Linked DNA regions of Mus musculus: all the other regions are linked to region 1. Evidence: chromatin contacts called from public Hi-C and promoter capture Hi-C data. All regions are on one chromosome and are shown on one strand. Each heading gives the region's core, a stretch centred on a gene start, on an enhancer-like site or on the middle of the called end of the contact. The rest is flanking DNA. Distances are from core to core; before and after follow the strand shown. Region 1 holds the start of Slc33a1 (solute carrier family 33 (acetyl-CoA transporter), member 1). Region 2 holds the start of Ptx3 (pentraxin related gene). Region 3 has its middle 17 kb from the start of Ccnl1. Region 4 has its middle 32 kb from the start of Ccnl1.

The links. Promoter capture Hi-C pulls out the DNA fragments that hold promoters and counts their contacts. A called contact is a pair of places that touch in the nucleus more often than the background predicts.
Region 2: a contact with region 1 is called in a promoter capture Hi-C map of hippocampal neurons, with 6 times the contacts expected there. The contact joins the promoter of Ptx3 here to the promoter of Slc33a1 in region 1. A contact is called at or near these places in 3 of 39 promoter capture datasets (cranial neural crest, hippocampal neurons and liver) and 2 of 115 datasets of contacts at active chromatin or transcription factors (astrocytes and bone marrow-derived dendritic cells).
Region 3: a contact with region 1 is called in a Hi-C map of B cells, with 10 read pairs. The contact joins the enhancer-like site here to the promoter of Slc33a1 in region 1. A contact is called at or near these places in 5 of 39 promoter capture datasets (3T3-L1-derived adipocytes, the C10 cell line, liver and 1 more), 4 of 484 Hi-C or Micro-C datasets (B cells, CD4 T cells, CD8 T cells and 1 more) and 8 of 115 datasets of contacts at active chromatin or transcription factors (Th17 cells, bone marrow-derived dendritic cells, embryonic stem cells and 5 more).
Region 4: a promoter capture Hi-C map of hematopoietic stem and progenitor cells shows a contact between it and region 1, with 6 times the contacts expected there. The contact joins the enhancer-like site here to the promoter of Slc33a1 in region 1. A contact is called at or near these places in 7 of 39 promoter capture datasets (3T3-L1-derived adipocytes, the C10 cell line, hematopoietic stem and progenitor cells and 3 more) and 1 of 9 other capture datasets (adipose tissue).

The regions. Positions count from the first base shown.
Region 1 is chr3:63,961,887-63,966,088 of GRCm38.p6, reverse strand. It overlaps Slc33a1 (solute carrier family 33 (acetyl-CoA transporter), member 1), which reads left to right and starts at 1,356. Exons shown (of 6, transcript NM_015728.5): 1 at 1,356-2,673. The coding sequence starts at 1,899. It also overlaps a transcript of Gmps not described here.
Region 2 is chr3:66,217,889-66,222,326 of GRCm38.p6, reverse strand. Ptx3 (pentraxin related gene) reads right to left here and starts at 2,440. Exons shown (of 3, transcript NM_008987.3): 1 at 2,136-2,440; 2 at 1,276-1,677. The coding sequence starts at 2,265. All of the region lies in intron 4 of Veph1 (ventricular zone expressed PH domain-containing 1), which reads left to right.
Region 3 is chr3:65,973,070-65,977,023 of GRCm38.p6, reverse strand. No RefSeq gene overlaps it. Among named protein-coding and RNA genes, the nearest start is that of Ccnl1, 17 kb to the right of the region's middle. Within about 2 kb of position 2,458, at least 437 of the 459 cell types and tissues checked have an H3K27ac peak or open chromatin away from gene starts, as enhancers often do. A contact at or near this core is called in 3T3-L1-derived adipocytes, B cells, CD8 T cells and 11 more, where this site is marked.
Region 4 is chr3:65,988,553-65,992,896 of GRCm38.p6, reverse strand. It overlaps the pseudogene Gm19024. Among named protein-coding and RNA genes, the nearest start is that of Ccnl1, 32 kb to the right of the region's middle. Within about 2 kb of position 2,161, at least 35 of the 459 cell types and tissues checked have an H3K27ac peak or open chromatin away from gene starts, as enhancers often do. A contact at or near this core is called in 3T3-L1-derived adipocytes, adipose tissue, hematopoietic stem and progenitor cells and 1 more, where this site is marked.

The sequences.
Region 1 (4,202 bases), core at 107-2,606:
CTCTGTAAGATCAAGTCCAGCCCGGTCTACAGAGTGAGTTTCATGCCAGTAAGGACCATACAGTAAGATCCTGTTGAAAAAAATAGAGACTTTTGGTCTCACATAGATAACACTATAAACTGTTTTCCACTCCAATTTTTGAGACAGAGACTTGCTATATATCCATGGATGGCCAGGAACTCGTTTTATAGACTAGTCTGGATTACAAGCATGCACCACCACAACCAACTCTGTTCCTCTCTTTAACAAAGATTAGAAGACTTCATGGTCACTGTGTTCTTTCATTGAAGTATATCAGACTAGGTGTGGTGGCTCATGTATAGAATCCTAGGACTCTAGAAGTTAAGGCAGGAGTATGGCCATAAGTTTGAGACCAGCCTGGGTACATATGCTAGCTTATGTAACCCAGGACTCAGTATCAATACAATGAAAATGAAAGACGAATAATAATAATAATAATAATAATAATAATAAGCAAAGTCTCACATTTCTATGACCATACAAGAGCTGGAGAGAAGGGGGAGGAGAGGAAAAGGAAGGACCCAGGGAGAAATGAGAAGAGAACATGGGAAATTAGCTAAGTGGTTAATAAGCTGTAGAAATCAGAAAAGTGGGAAGGCAGCAAATCCACAAGGGAATTTATGGTTTGTTTTTGTTTTTAATGAAGAAAGCATGTACTATTACACTTGAAATGGCATTTGAAAAACTGGCCAATTATGAATCCAATAAAATTCTTGGAAAACTTATTTCTTTGTTATCACTGAAATACTAAATCTAGTATCTCAACATTTCAAGCTCTAAGAGCTTCCAACGATTCACCAAAACTCGAAGAAGTGCGTCGTTATGCACTTAAAATGCATAACCATGGATGACATGAAAGGAGAAAGGTGGTTTCGAGACGTTTCCATTGGCAAAAAAATAAGATGCAGCAGACTGAAATTTACCTCCTTCACTCTGTGTATCTAGCGTTCCCCTACATTTCTTCCTTGACATTGGGGGAAATGGACAGCCTTATTCGTTCTGTGTATTAGGTAGGAGTGTTTCCATTTAGTCGGGCATAAAGGACCCACAACCTGACACCAAAGCTTAGTAACTGCAGGTTCACAAAGCAGCATTATTACCCAACTACAAGCCTGGAAGTTATGTACTGAATTAAATAAGTACAAACTCGCCTACAGACCTTGTGCAATGTTATCACCAAGGCCTAGGCCAATCCAGAAAACCCGCGCTCACGTGGCGACGAGGGCCCAATGGCCGAGGCACACGAGTTCCATGCAAGCGCATGCGCAAACGGAACCGGGTTTGTTAAGACGTTCCGTCCTGGACGCTCGGTACGCTGGCGTTATTCCTCCCTCGGGGTTAGAATCGAGGGAATTAATGGTTCCTAGCAAACGTTGCTCGCGGTCGCCGCCACCGGAACTTGTTCTGATTCGCTGGCTCCGTCGGGAGGCACGGAACCCATTTTGGCAGGGAACCACTTCCCGAAGCGCGAGGCAGGAAGTTATCCTTTACCTCTGGTGTCTACTGAGGAGGGTGCCCGCTGCAGTGTCAGCTGGTGGACGGGCAAGAGAGCGTTCGAGTCCCCGCTGCAGTTAAGAGCCAGACTCCGTCGCAGCGCCACGGCACGCTCCGCCAGCCTCAAGCCGGGTGCGGCTGCACGGGGAGCTCTTGCCGGCTCCCTGAAGTCGCTCCTGTGGGCAGCGACCCAGGCTTCGCCTGGGCCACCTGCCAGGGATCTGGCTCCCTGCTGCAAAACAGCGACCAGTCTCTCCGCGTCCGCCCTCCCGGCGTTGAACCACCGTGACCCGGGTCCAGAGAGACTGCCTTGGACCTGGGACTAGACTGATCAAAACGCCAGCCTCAGGCCCCCACACACCGGGCTCTGCGTCGTCTCTGATATGTCACCGACCATCTCCCACAAGGACAGCAGTCGGCAGCGGCGGTCAGGCATGTTTAGCCACGCTCTGGATATGAAGAGTGGCCCGCTGCCACCGGGCGGCTGGGATGACAGTCGCCGAGACTCGGTGGGCGGGGAGGGGGACCGGGAAGTTCTTCTAGGTGATGCCGGCCCTGGTGACTTACCTAAAGCCCCGCGGAGCTATAGATCCGAACTAAGTAGCATTTTGTTACTACTCTTTCTTTACGTGCTTCAGGGCATTCCCTTAGGCCTGGCGGGGAGCATCCCCCTCATTTTGCAAAGCAAAAATGTTAGCTATACAGATCAGGCTTTCTTCAGTTTTGTCTTCTGGCCATTCAGTCTTAAGTTGCTCTGGGCTCCCTTGGTTGATGCCGTCTACTTTAAGAACTTTGGTCGTCGCAAGTCCTGGCTTGTCCCTACTCAGTATACACTAGGAATCTTCATGATATATTTATCCACTCAAGTGGACCGTTTGCTCGGAAATATTGATGGCAGAACACCGGATGTAGTTGCTCTCACTGTGACATTCTTCTTGTTTGAATTCCTGGCTGCCACACAGGACATCGCTGTGGATGGTTGGGCATTAACTATGTTATCCCGGGAAAACGTGGGCTATGCTTCGACATGCAATTCTGTGGGCCAAACAGCTGGCTACTTTTTGGGCAATGTTTTATTTTTGGCTCTTGAATCTGCTGACTTTTGTAACAAATACTTGCGGTTTCAGCCTCAACCCAGGGGAATCGTTACCCTTTCAGGTAGTGTACTTAAAACTATTATACTGTTAGGTTTATTTTATGCTTATGAATGCTTTTGATGAAACATCAGATGGGAGCTCTCATTTGTTTGCATACATTTTTTACTTTTAATGATGCACAAGATATTTTACTTCATTTCCCTTTCAAATTAACACAATATTGGATTCCATTATGAGATTTTCATACTTTGCTCACAATCACTTCCATAACACAGCCTTGTTCTCTACATCTACCTCCTAGTCGTCTTCCTTTAAACAGTTCACACACACATTTTTCTTTTCCTTCCAGATTCTTTCTAGAAGAGAAACCATTTGATGTTTGTCCTTCTGCTTGCTTTTGAATTTTTTCTGAATTCTGTTTACAGGATTTTTAAAAGGCTCTATATATCCAGCTTGAGACACAGTCCTGCTTCACCCTCCCGAGTGCTAATATTACAAGCATGTGCCACTACAGCTGGCTTTTTAAATTTTACTGGGAACTTATATGATAGATACCTAAGTATGTTTTCTGTTTTATTAAAGTGTGCTTCTTTCAAGTATTCCTTATGTCAGCCTATTAACACAGTCATATTGATCAGTACTCTTTAGTGAATAGGAAAAAAGCAACCGATAGAATCACAAAATTTCTGAATTAAAGATCCATGGACATTTGCCTGACACAGAAGTATACATTTTAAAATGTGGGTCATATGGTTCACATTTTTTCTTTTGTGTTTTGGTGAATGTTTTCTTGCTTTTCAATCTTTTTCCACCTTTATTTCACAAGTAGTCCCCATTTACCCATCTACTGAATGGGAAGAGTATTTAATATAAGCATTCTGGAATTGGCTAAGTGGCAGGATTCTGAGGACCTACTGCAAATAAAGACTGTCTGTGCAAACTAGGAACAGTAGAGATGAACATTGCTGAGGCCCAGAATAGCCGGCCAGTGACCATGGTAGAGATAACAGTTGACTTTATTATTAGTTAAACCTTTATGTAAGCTGGTGTGATTTTTTTTTCTTTTTATTTATTTATTTTTGGTATAACTGGAATTTGAACTTTGTTCTCCAGAAGATTCTAAAATAGCTTACTTTAATTAATTTCTATCCATAGTTGACTTATGATTTAGTCTAAAACATTTTAAGTTAAAGAGTTTTTAATTTTAATGCTTACACATAACCACATTACTAGTTTTGAGGTTTCTGTAATTTGGTAATAACATAACTATATTCTGTGTATTCTGTTTCTGTTTGTGTGTTCCTGGTTCTGGGAAATGAACCTAGTACTTCTACATAAAAGGGAAGCCATCTTCTACTGTGCTAAGTCTCAATCCCATTATTAACCAGTGGGACTTTTTCCTTTTTTTCCTCTCTCAGTGCTAGGAATCTATTATTGACCTTTGTCTAGCCCCTAGTTTTCAACAAGAGTCTAGACTGGTCTTAGACTTCTATTCCCTAAGGACACATATAGTTAATTATGTACACCACCATGCCCAGTTTAACTACCTAGTGGTTCTGAGGAATTTAAAGAATGTGGAATCATAAGGAA
Region 2 (4,438 bases), core at 1,191-3,690, 2.3 Mb before region 1:
TCAAAGACTGTAGGTGCAAGTATGATTGGCTAGTAAGCACCAACAACAGTTTAGAATTCGGAAATGTATACATTTTCTAACAGATGAGGAGACAAAGTAATTCTTCCTTTAAGGGGCACATTATATGTGCATGACTCTACAGAGCTTGCAAAACAAACAAACAAAAAAATCCATGCATTTAAAATTGTCACAAAGTTATCACATAGAGGGTTTGCTTTAGGGTTGATTTATGCTTTTTGTCTGAAGAATTGTGCTTTGAACTTAAGGGCATGACCCCTATAGCTCAAGTAGATAGGAGGGACTGATTGTAGGATAGTTTCTATAAAGGAATGAACTGTGCTCTGGAGTGTCCTTCCTCCTACCCCATCCAATAAGCTTCATTTCATTGGAAATATGGCATAGGGTGGTATTGCTTGTCATTGTTTCTGAGACTCATGAGGAGTACCAGGGCTATTTGTCTGCATAGGGCACTAATTTTCTAGAATAATCTACAACAAAACATCACTGCTCCCGTCAGAAATTTGACTTAAGAACCCGAATTACTAGGCTCCAATGTTCTTCCTGTTTTGTTAGCTTTTAAGAGTATACCAAAGGGGCCCTCATCAGTTGGGAGTTTTATGGAGTTCATGTGGGGCTTTGACAAGTTGCACAGTCTGAATAGTCCCTTTCTTGTGTGGTCCTGGGGGACTGGATAAAGCCGTCATCTACTCCCTCTGACTCCTGCGCCTGACTTTATAAAGCATGCCCCCCTTGACCTTCACTGTGGAACTAAACTGGGATGAGGGAACCCTGAAGGGATTCTGCTGAGTCTGCAGGAGATCCAATTAGGCTCCAGTCAACTCAGAAGGAGCAGAGGGGGAGGAGTCGGCCAAGGGGCTGGGAAAGTCGCTGAAGTTAGCCAGGGCCCTGAAATAGTCGGAGGAAACAGGAGCTGGCCTAAAGAAAGTGACGGGATAAAATTAGAAGACTTGGAAATCCCTAACGGAGGGACTCGGGGCAGCGAGGAGGGTCACTGTTAAACACCTGCCAATGGACTCCTTCAATATCTGGTCGGATCCGGTATCAGGAACCTCTGACGTCAACTTCCAGACTGATGGTTTAAATCCTCGTTTTTTTCTTTTGGGTTCCTCGGGCTTGGAAATACTTTTAAAAGGCAATGAGCCTGCCTGGCGTGGTGTGAGCTCTGTGAGTGTGCCTATGAAAAGTACTGGGGCTCTGAGTGTGAGGGTCCCCACAAAAGCTTGCCTCTAGGGACAGAGCCGACCGTGGGCTTACCTGCGGGCAGCCAGTGGCGGGCGACCCAGCTCTGCACGGCGCTCAGGTCGGCGCGCGTCCGCCGCAGTTCCTCCAGCACAGCGCCTAGGCCAGGCACTGTCGCCTCGGGTCGCCGCGCCTCCGCGTCCTCCAGGCGCGCCAGCCTGAGGCTCGCGTCACGGCTCTCCTGCAGCAGCGGCTCCAGCGCCCGCACCAGCCTGGCGTCTGCGGGGCCACCGGCTGCGCACGGCCTCGCCATGCCGCCCGCCAGCCGCCCCAGCTCTGCCCGCAGCCGCTGCAGCTCTCCACGGAGGACGTCGTCGGTGGCCTGCAACAGCATGCCCTCCCGCATCTGCGAGTTCTCCAGCATGATGAACAGCTTGTCCCACTCCGAGTGCTCCTGGCGGCAGTCGCATGGCGTGGCTAGAACGCAGGACACACACAAGTGTTATCAGCTTGTCCTGGGTGGCCATGGGTTGCACTCTTGGTGACTCCAAGTTTCAGCCTGTCCCCAGCAACCGCTCTCCTTCTAAGGATAGCTCTGAAAACAGCGTGCGTGTAAACTCAAAGATGACACAGGACTATTCTTTATAGGACATGTTAAACTAACTGAGAAAATGCCATTAATATAGCTAAAAACAGTTAAAGATTTCGTATAACTTAACTCATCATAAATGTTACAAAAATAATTTAAAACCTCTGGCTTTTCTCAGATAGTCCTTGCTTTCTTGCTTTCCTTTTTTCCCCCAGTCCTTGCTTTCACAAATAAAGTATAATTTTAGCTTGCTTCATTGGCTATCTATGTTAATTATGTTAATCGCGCCCCCCAAAAAGTGAGTTATGTAGTTTTGATACGCTGAGAGAGTTAAAAATGAACTTACGGTCCTCGGTGGGATGAAGTCCATTGTCTATTTCGTTGTCCAAATTCACATACATGAGCTCGTAGTCATCCGAGGTCTCAGCCACTACTGCAGACCAGAGAGCACAAAGCAGGATCGCAGGGAGGTGCATTGCTGGAGAGGCGAAATTTGCTTCGCAGCCGCAGGGGAAGAAGCGAGACTCTACAGTGATCCGAGTTTGAGCCCGGGAGAGATAGTGTGAGGCAGGAGTGAAGCCCTTAATAAACGCTCCAAAGCATGAGCGGGATGAATGACTAATGTCGGTGGCACAGCGCGAGGGAGTTCCCCTGGATTTGGGGGAGGGGGTTGGGTGGGAGGGCAAGGGAGCTGAAGAGGTTGCACAATGTTAAACCACCGAGGTCCACACTGCAGGCAGATTAATTAGAGGCGAGTCAGGGGGAGAAGGGGAGGGAAGCTGGACTTTTCTGGTGCCCCTGAGGATTAGTTGCTGTAACCTGAAGTGCTAGCGCTTTGGGGGGTGAGGAGCACAGAGGTACAGGGCGAATTATCATTTTGGCATTTGGTGTGAGCTTTCATTACTCCACAACCCCTGAAGTTATGGAAAACTTTTTTTTTTCACTTTTCCTTTGGATACTTTCTCAAGACCAAGCTATAGAAAATGATTCCGTGACTCCAAAATAACCCATTAAGAATTTTTATGACTCTAGAAGTCAATCTTGACTAACTAGTCTTGACTCCTCTGGTGGAGCAACTAAAAAACACAGTATGGCTGGGTCAAAACCCAGTAAAACAGGAAAGTGAGGGCGGGAATATAGTGGCTTTAGGTGCTTGGGTATTCTTGACATATCCTATCAAGGTCCTGTTTTAAATTTACATTAGTGACTGTGTGTGTGTGTGTGTGTGTGTGTGTGTGTGTGTGTGTGTAAAACCTGCCCCCTCCCCCAGTGCAAAGTACCTAGATAGGTGTTGATAAGTCATAATAATAGTGATAAAAAATTAAAACATTTGAATAAACTCCAAATAAAGCAAGATCTAAAAAACTACACAGATCTAGAGGGAACCACTCCCAGAGGATACCCCTGAGCTGATACAAGTCTCCAATATACAAAGGAGATGGAGGGGGAGGGTTACCAGTCACATCCTGATCATGATGGCAGGGCTACTACCCTCAGGCCAGGCCTCTCAGAAGGCTGCCTCTTGGATTTCCATAGGTAAATTCCTCTGCTCCTGACAGAGACTCATGAGTGGCTTTCCTGGCCTGAGTGCCCTCACGCATCTGGAATGCACATGCATGTACCATCCACCACAATAAAAATGAATCCACAGTTAAACATAGCTAGACACGGAGGGAACAGGGCATCATAAGCATGAATCAACACAAAGTCAAAAGGCATCAGGCCCCTGCTCAAGAGCTTCACTTATTTGAGATCACGGCTAAAGACAGGGTATGTTTGAAACCGTTAAAGCCATCAGAAAGCGATGGCAATATGAGACAATACGATATTGTTTAAAGGGCAGTGTGGAGCCACAGCTTTGTAAGGTGCTTTTCTCCTAAGGCTGTGGGCTCGAGTTCAGTTTCTAGAGTCCACATTAAGAAACCTGATGTGGTGCTGTGAGGTCCTAATGCCAGTACAGAGAGCCTCTGGGATCCCTGGCTAAACAGCTAAGCCTATTGGGCAAGTTAAGGCCCACGAGAGACCCTGTCTGAAAAAGCAATGTGGAAGAACTGGATAAAAATGCTTACTGTTCTTTCAATGTCTGTGGATTGTAGCATAGTTACCTGTACTGTATGGCTAATGTCCAATTACAAATGAGCACATACCATGTGTGTCTTTCTGGGCCTGGGTTACCTCACTCAGGATGATCTTTTCTAGTTCCATCCATTTGCCTGCAAATTTCACGATGTCTTTGTTTTTAATAGCTGAGTAATATCGCATTGTGTAAATGTACCACACTTGATCCATTCTTCAGTTGATGGACACCTGAGTTGTTTCTAGTTTCTGACTATTACAAATAAGGCTGCTATAACATAGTAGAGCAGGTGTTTCTGTAGTTTGGTGGAGCATTTTTTGAGTATATGCCCATGAGTGGTATGGCTAGATCTGGACTTCAGAAGACAGAAGATAACAAGTCTGAGTGATTTCGGGCCCTTTTTCTGATGGTTTCTTCTGGAAGCTATAGAAAATAATGTCTTTCAGTCATAGAGTACATTAACAAAATGGTGCCCTGGGGTAGAGGGGCAAACAGGAAGAATAAAGGTAAGAGGCCAATTTGAATGAAAACCAGCATAATAGCGAATGGAATAAAATAGTTTGCAAAGAGTT
Region 3 (3,954 bases), core at 1,209-3,708, 2.0 Mb before region 1:
ATTTAAATCCCTGGAGGAAACACATCACAAACGTGTGTTTCCCACAATAACTGTTTTTAATTTGGAATTCCGTTTTCTAACATTTCAAACCACTGTTCATCCCGCTGGACTTTCTCCTGTTCTAGATTCTAAGTAATTTACACTTAGAATCCCCACTTCCCATTCCAAGCTGGCCCACCTCTCCCTCTCCATCCACCCAGGCACTCTCCTTTCACCGAACATCCACAGTAGAAAGTGGGAAGCATCTCTGTCAAAGGCTTCACCCATGTTAAGGGAGGCCTTAACTGAGCTAAAGCCCCAGCCTCCATATGCATGTGAACTTTTTGTCCCTGCTCAAAACAACAACAGCAACAACAACAACAACAAAAAAAAAACCCTCCTCAAAAAACAGTGGCCTGTGGGAGCTCAGAGAGCCCTGAGGAAGAGGAGGAAGGATTGTAGGCCCCAGAGGGGTCAAGGACACCATGAGAACACAGCCCACAGATCAACTAAACAGGGCTTGTTGAGGCTCAGAGACTGGAGCGACAATCAGGAAGCCTGTATGGGTCTGAGTTAGGTCCTCTGTATAAATGTTATGATTGTTAACAGCGGGAGTGGGACTGTCCCTGACTCTTGTCGGCCCTTAGGACCCTTCTCCTAGTGGAATTCCTCCTCTAGCTGTGATCTGAGGGTCTGTGCCCAGTCTTATTGCAACTTGTGTGTAACTTGTTATGCCAAGTTCTGTTGATATCCCTGGGAGGCCTGCTTTTTTTCTCAAGGGAAACAGAAGCAATGGATCTAGGGGAGAGGGGAGACTGGGAGAAGCGGAGAGAGGGGAAACTGTTCTGTACAGTATAAGAGAATAATTTTTAAATGGCCTGTACTAGGCCAGAATACAACCAACTGAATATAAAAATGGAATCAGTTACATCAATTCCACATCTCCAAATCTAAACTGATCTTCCCAAGAGTCTGGAGCAAGTTCCTGACTGGTCGGTCTCAACAGGAACCAGTCAGTTCTCTCTATTCTAACACTAAAGGCGACCTGAAGTAAAATAATGTTAACCAATTAGGTTTGGGGGTTTTGTCTGCTTGTTTTTGTCAACTGTCAGAATTCCACTCCTGCCTTACAAGAACAGTCACTGTGAAATGTCTAATCGGTTTGCTCTTTCACGGGTCATCAGCACTCCATTCTTCATAAAACTAACTTATTCTGCCTCCGTCTATCAGAACACCCATTTTATAGATGAAATGTTGCCCAATTCTAGACTTATACACAAAACAACTATATGAAAATTCTTTGTCTTTTGACACCCTTATGAACATGTTTTCTTTAACCCTGCAATTTAGGTTTGTGGGGATTTAAAGGGCAGGATAAAAAGGACAGCTCAATCATCAGGAAAGCAGCCAAAGATCTGATAGTGTTGAAAACAAAACAAAGGAAGTGGCAATAGGGAGGGGAGTCGAGACAAAAGGGAATTTAGGAAGTGAACTAATAACAGTAGTAAAGAGAAAAAAGACAAAAGCAGGCAGAGCCTGGGTGGGGGTGGGGCACACTCAGACACCGCTTATTTAAAGGCGCCTTATTCAAGTTGGCCTGAAGGCGGTGGCTTTTGTTCACTTAAATTAGCCTTCTGGCCTTTTTAAGACAATTAACTATTCTCTAAAACTCAGCTGCTTTTCATGTCCAGCCTTTCAAGACGCAATACTTGGATAGGACAATCCAAAAGAAAATTAAAAATTACATTAATCTTTTCAAGCTAGGCTAAGGTGTCTTATCCCAGCCTTCTTACAGAAAGCCTCCACGCTCTCTCCAGTTTAGAGGGAAGGCATAAATACAGCTCAACGTTTCCAAATACATCTAATTGACCTATTTTCTTGTTGTTTCCTTTCAACGGAAGCCCCCAGCTTGGGAGGGGATTAATAATAGTTTCACACAAGAAATGGGTACATTTAAAGTTTGAAGAAACTCTAAAAACTGTTCAATTTAAGTGCTTGGAGGCCAAGGCACAGGAGAAGCAACTGGTCACTCAGCCCACCCCCGAGGCCCACGGCCAGACTGGATAAGGACTCGGCTATTGGCGTCACAGGAGGCTGGCGCTGCGGGGACCAGAAGAGGAGCAGCGTCAGCGCTCGCAGGGACAGAAGCCAGAGAGCGAGTTAGACACGCCCACAGGATGGGAGGAGGGCGCCGCGCGAGCGGGTGGGCGGGGCTAGATGACGGCTTCCGGTTTGTGCACTTCCGCTCCACCCGGTTCTCTCCCCCGCCCAGCGCGGCTCCCTGCTGGCTTTCCCAGAAACTGATCAGTGGACACTCCTCGGGGCTGGATGAGTCCCAACCCGAAACTTGTTAGTCCCAGCGTATGCTCTCTGGCGGAAAAGCCGCGGCTTTTCCTAGCTGGGGCAGGGGACACTAACGTCGCTTGTCTGCCGCTCTGCGGTACCACGTGGTCAGCGAGTTGGGTGGAGGTGGGGGGGAAGGAGTTGCCCTGCCTCCCCCAGTTCCCTGGGGCACAGTGCGGCTGTCCAGTCCTGATCTCTCCAGTGCCCTATTGAGTTGTGGTGACGAAGGTCTTACCAGGCTCCCGTAAACCTTGTTAATATCTTCGTAATGACCTGTTTACAAAATTCACTTGCCCCAGAACATTTACCAGCTTTCCTATCAAGAAGATAAAGAACATGTGATGTCATGGCCTTGGCATTTTGAATGTTCCCAAACGCTTTACTGGAGAGCAGAAACAGCTTTCTCTCCCACAGTCCACGTTGGGACTGAGTGTCCGCAAATCCCACACAACACACTAGAAAATAGCATGCTTTACCAATACTATAGGCTGACGTCTAGGTGTCGAGGTTTTAAGTTTAAAGCCGAGCCACGCTGACTACCTATAGTAAAATTGGCATTATAAACGAGTCACTACAGTACCTACAATTATATTTATTTATTTTTTTTTCTCTTTTCAAGACAGGGTGTTTCTATTTCTGGATGCTCTGGGGCTCTGTAGACCAGGGTGGCTGAAACTCAGAGATCTAGCATGCCTCTGTCTCCCAAGTGCTGGGATTTAAAGGCTTGAGCCATCACCACTCGACTGAAATCTTAAAATTTAGGTGTAAACTGTCCTTTTATCTAAATACAAAATAGTAATCCAGCCAGCACTCCACTGATCTCCGGGAACACTGTAACTAGAAACTTGGTTGCTTCTGAGAATCCAAAGATACACATGAAAACAGTGTGAACTACCAAAAGCAATTTTGTTCGTATTCCAATGTACTCATTTCTAAAGTAGCTGAAAAACTTAGGAATGTAAACACCTCTAAATTGTTTATTGACTGGTAGAAAAAAAAATCTTGTTTGTGATGGTTTGGAGGAGCAGTAGATGAGCAACATCTGTTTCTGAAGTATGTATGCCACTAGACAGAAACAAAATAGCCATCACCAATGCAGGACTTTTCTCTCCAGTGAGGTCAATGTTACAGTGTTTACAACTAAGTCCAACTAAAATTTCTTGCAAAGTACCCTCTGATGTGTTTTCAGGAAGTCTTTTCCTTTAGTTACAAAATGAGTATTGTTCAGTATGATGTCACAGTCCTTCCTAAGCTGCAATGTTAGCCTAGTTGCTGTCACAAAAAAGATTTTGGGGGGGGGGGGGGTGAGAATCAGGAAAAATATTTTAGAAACAGCCCATGTTACTACCCAAGTCAGTGACTGCCGTGTCAAAAGTAAATCTCTTATTTTGCAAAGTTAAAACTGAACAACCAAAATTTTTTTAATTAACCCTATTAACAGAATCTTTTAAAAATTTCTACATTCTCATTCCATACGCTCAACCAACGGAGGAAAGATGAAAGGAGTCAGCTTGTCAAATCTGTAATAAATAATTTACATGTAACATGGACTAATTAAGGAAGAGTAAAGAAGCCAGCTCCACTCCTTTCTTTGATGGACAGATCTCTAGATCAACACATACAGCAATTAAG
Region 4 (4,344 bases), core at 912-3,411, 2.0 Mb before region 1:
AAAAGCTGGGATTATGCACATCTCAAGCTGTTAAGGGCTTTCTGTGGTGAAAAATATTTCAATTCCACTTTACTCAAGAGTGGGGACAACCATCTTATTCATGACTCAAAGACAGTTGGCAAATTAACCTTTAAACAAAAGAAAAAGAAGACACCAAAATCATTCTGAGGACTAATGGCTACTTACTAGATAACACTTAAGTTATGTAGCAGGTCATAGCTCGAATTTTGTCTATTTAAAACCTTAATCGGTTTACACTTGGCCCAAGCCCTCGTGATTCACACACGGCATGATATTTCGACACTGTGGGGACTCTCAGGGAGTTGGCTGGGCTGAGACAGAAATATTCACAGCAGGTTCTACAGCTACCAACAAAATCTGTTTGGAGTCCTGTGAAGAGAAAAGCGTTTTAAATGTCTGTCTGAAATCTTTAGATTCTTTTGGGGTTTTGTTTTGTTTTTCTTTGCTTTCTTACTAAATGGCTGGGGCTGGAGAGATAGCTCAGCAGTTCAGAGCACTTATCTCGAGAATGGAGGTTTGAATCTTAGCATCCACATTGTGGCTGGCAGCCACTTGTAACTTTTTGTCCAAGGGCATTTGATACCCTCCTCTGGCTTCTTCGGGCCCCAGGCACGCACATGATGCACCGACATACGTGTAGGCAAAGTACTTATACACATAAAACAAAATAAAAATAAATTTTTATTATTAAATTAATTAAATAATAAATTAAGCTGAATGACTGAGACTTGGGTCACGTGGAGTCTTAATAACCCAGCAGTGCTATTCCCTAACGACTTGTCTCAGCTGTGGCTACGTTTGAGCCGCTCTCATTTTATTGGGTCCAGCAATTTAATCATATCTGCCAATTTCCCTTTGGTTCATTCCTAGGAAAGGTCGGCTCTGGACTACTGAAACAACACAGTTCAAAGGAAGCAGGAACACACTACAATCCTCCTTCAGTGACAAGGCAGTTGTGAAGGAAGAAGAGGCTTGCCTTTCCCCACACAAAAGAATAATAAGATAATCTTCTGTCTCACAGGAATATTTTTCAGATAGCCACTGAGTTAAATGAAGCTAGCCACAGTGTCATGGGCTTGTCATCCCAACATGCAAGAGGCACATGGGTGGCAAATTTCAGGCTAACCTGAACTACATGCACATAAAGACTTTGCCTCAAAACAAAAGATAAAATTAAATAGATGCTAAAATAAATGAAAGTGTAGATGTCACAGAGTAGAGATGATTCTTTAAGAGAGAGAGAGAGGGAGGGAGGGAGAGAGAGAGAGAGAGAGAGAGAGAGAGAGAGATGGGGTTTCTCTGTGTAGCCCTGTTTGTCCTAGAACTCACTCTGTAAACCAGGCTGGCTTCCAACTTAGAGATTCCCCCTGCCTCTGCTGCATCACAAGTGCTGGGAATAAAGGCCTGGGCTACCCAATGAGATTGGATTTGGTTGGGGGTTGGGATTTAGAAACAGTCTCACTATATAGCCCATGTTGACCTGGAACTTGCTTGGCATTCTCCTGCCTCCATCTCCTAGTGCTGGTTTAACAGGCTGGTGACACCACACTTATGTCTCATGATACTCTTCTACTTGGGAAGATTGTTCACAGAGACACCACAAACATAGATAACAATGTTTTCTAGTTCTTCCAAGTTTAGACTTCTGTCTGATTCAAAGCCAGTGATGCTAAATTCATATTGGCCACTAGATGGTGCGAGTATGTTACATACTAAGTTGTCTTAACCAGCGGAGCATTTATTTACATGAAAAAATAAGACTTATTTAATACACTTATGGTGCCTCTAAAGAAAAATACTGAGCCAGACGGTGGTGGTACATGTCTTTAATCCCAGGACTTGGGAGGCAGAGGCAGGAGGATCTCTGAGTTCAAGGCCAGCCTGATCTATAGAGTGAGTTCTAGGATAGCTAAGGCTACACAGAGAAACCCCATCTCAAAAACACTCACACACAAACAAACAAAAACTGATTAATAACAAGATAAAGAGTTGAACACAAGCTTTAATTTCTGCCCTACCCCAACCTAAAAGGAAAGGAAAAGTTATAAATGAATACTGTGCCCTGTACAGCCTCGGTACAGCCACATACAGAAACACTGGGGCTTTTGCAAGAAGCTACGGCAGGATGTTTTATGCAGAAATTAGGAAGTAACTCATTATGGAAGACCTGGCTTCCAGAGCACAGGTCTCTAATCTAGGAGGGAGGGAAAGAGTGGAGGAGACTAGTGGAGCTACTCAGTGAGGCACAGTACTCACAGTTCTATAAGGATGAAAGGAGGCTGTTGACAGAGGGATTGCCAGGGAGGAACGGAACGGAACAAAAGGCAGCTGCAAATTCTGCTTGTTGCTACAACCTTACAATGGATATTATGATCCTCTTAGAAATTATAGATGTGTGTTAGTGATAGATTCATTAGTTTTTTAAATTTTGTGTTTTTGTTTGTTTGTTTGTTTGTTTGTTTTTCTTTTGTTTTGATTTTCATTTGAGATAGGGTCTTTCTACATAGTAATATATATCTACATAGTAGATATATATATCCTGGAATTCACTAAGTAGATCAGGTTGGTCTCTACTCACAAAGATCCTCCTGCCTTTGCCTCCTGAGTGCTAGGGTTAAACAAAGGTCTACACCACCATGCCCAGCTAAACTAGGCATCTTTGAGAAACAAGATCATATTTGACCCTTGATAGACTCTTGAGTCTAAATCTTTTAATACTATACTTTTGGAGGCCGGTGGAAAAAAATTAAATGGGGACTATATTTTTTAAATATTGTGGCAACATTAAATTTCTTAGAAATTATAAACATGTTGTAGCTAGTATATTTATAATTGCCAACAACTGGGGCTAGAGAAATGGCTTAATGGTTAAGAGCACTGACTGCTCTTCTAGAGGTCCTGAGTTTAATTCCTGGCAACCACATGGCTGCTCACAACCACCTGTAATGGGACCGATGCGCTCTTCTGGCGTGTCTGAAGACAGCTACAGTGTACACATACATGTAAAATAAATAAAATCTAAAAAACATTGCCAGAAGCTTTCTTTTTTAAAAATATTTATTTATTTATTTATTTATATGCATATGAGTGATCTGTCTTCATACATTCCAGAAGAGGGCAAAGGACTGCATTACAGATGGTTGTGAGCCACCATGTGGTTGCTGGGAATTGAACTCAGGACCTCTGGAAGAGCAGCCAGTGCTCTTAACTGCTGAGCCATCTCTCCAGACCCTGGCAGCAACTTTCTACTCCAAATAATGAGTTTACTGCTGAAACATAACTTCTATGAAAACTCCCACTAAGTCAAAGCTGGAAGTGAAAAGGGCTCTCATCAGTTTCACCATTACTGGGGACACTGATATGAAGACGTTCACCATTACTAGACATCTGATGGACAGCTATAGAAATCTGAGATCAGCAGATGTGTGGCTAGCACTGAAGCCCCAGCACACAGAAACCTCATCCCAACCATTTTATAACAGGTGATCTCATGCTGACTGTGTTTTCCTGCCTGCTGGCATAGGTAGATTTGAAACTGGAATCTCTAAGAATGTGTAGACCTGTGTCAACACCATTTTGGCTTATGCACTGGGTATGAAACAATTAAGTACCAACGTAAACAACATGAATTCCTCAGAGTCACCTTTCATCCACAGGACATGAGGAAATCGTTCATGAAGTCAGAGCCTGACAAGGAAGCTCGATAAGACTTTGACACGATAGTTTTTGTGCCAGTTTCTAGTTGGAACAGTGACAACGTGATGAAGCTAAATGTCAATATGCCTTGTCTCCAGAGCTGGAAATTCACCCATAAAGATGGCAGTGCCAGTGGATGCCCACTGCAAAAAGCCTTGGATTACATTCTACCAACAACTTGCCTAGCTGTTAAAGCCTTTGAATCTGTATTTACAAATACAGTTATTTAAAAATTACTGGTATCCATATAGTCCCAGTAGACCACGTGGTGATCAGTATTTCCAAACAGCACGGTGGTTACCTTTGTTCCAATTAATGTCACAAGTGAAGTCTGTTGAAATGCACTGTAAAGCTTTGGGTGAAGGTCTTGAGAACAAATATGCTTCAGTGTCAAGAAAGTGTCTCTAAAAGATGTTCACCATGCAATGTTACTAGCATTGCTAGCAGCAGGGAGCGGACACAGGCCCACACTATCACCCACAGAAGCCTGAGGAATTCCCTTAATCTTTTACGAACCTCAGTTCAAGTAAAACCAGATCCTTGGTTTCAGAAGAAAAAGTAATTTCAGGATAAGCCAGTAAGAAGCAGAGCTGGGCTTCATTTAAAAAAAAAAAAAAAAAAGCCTAC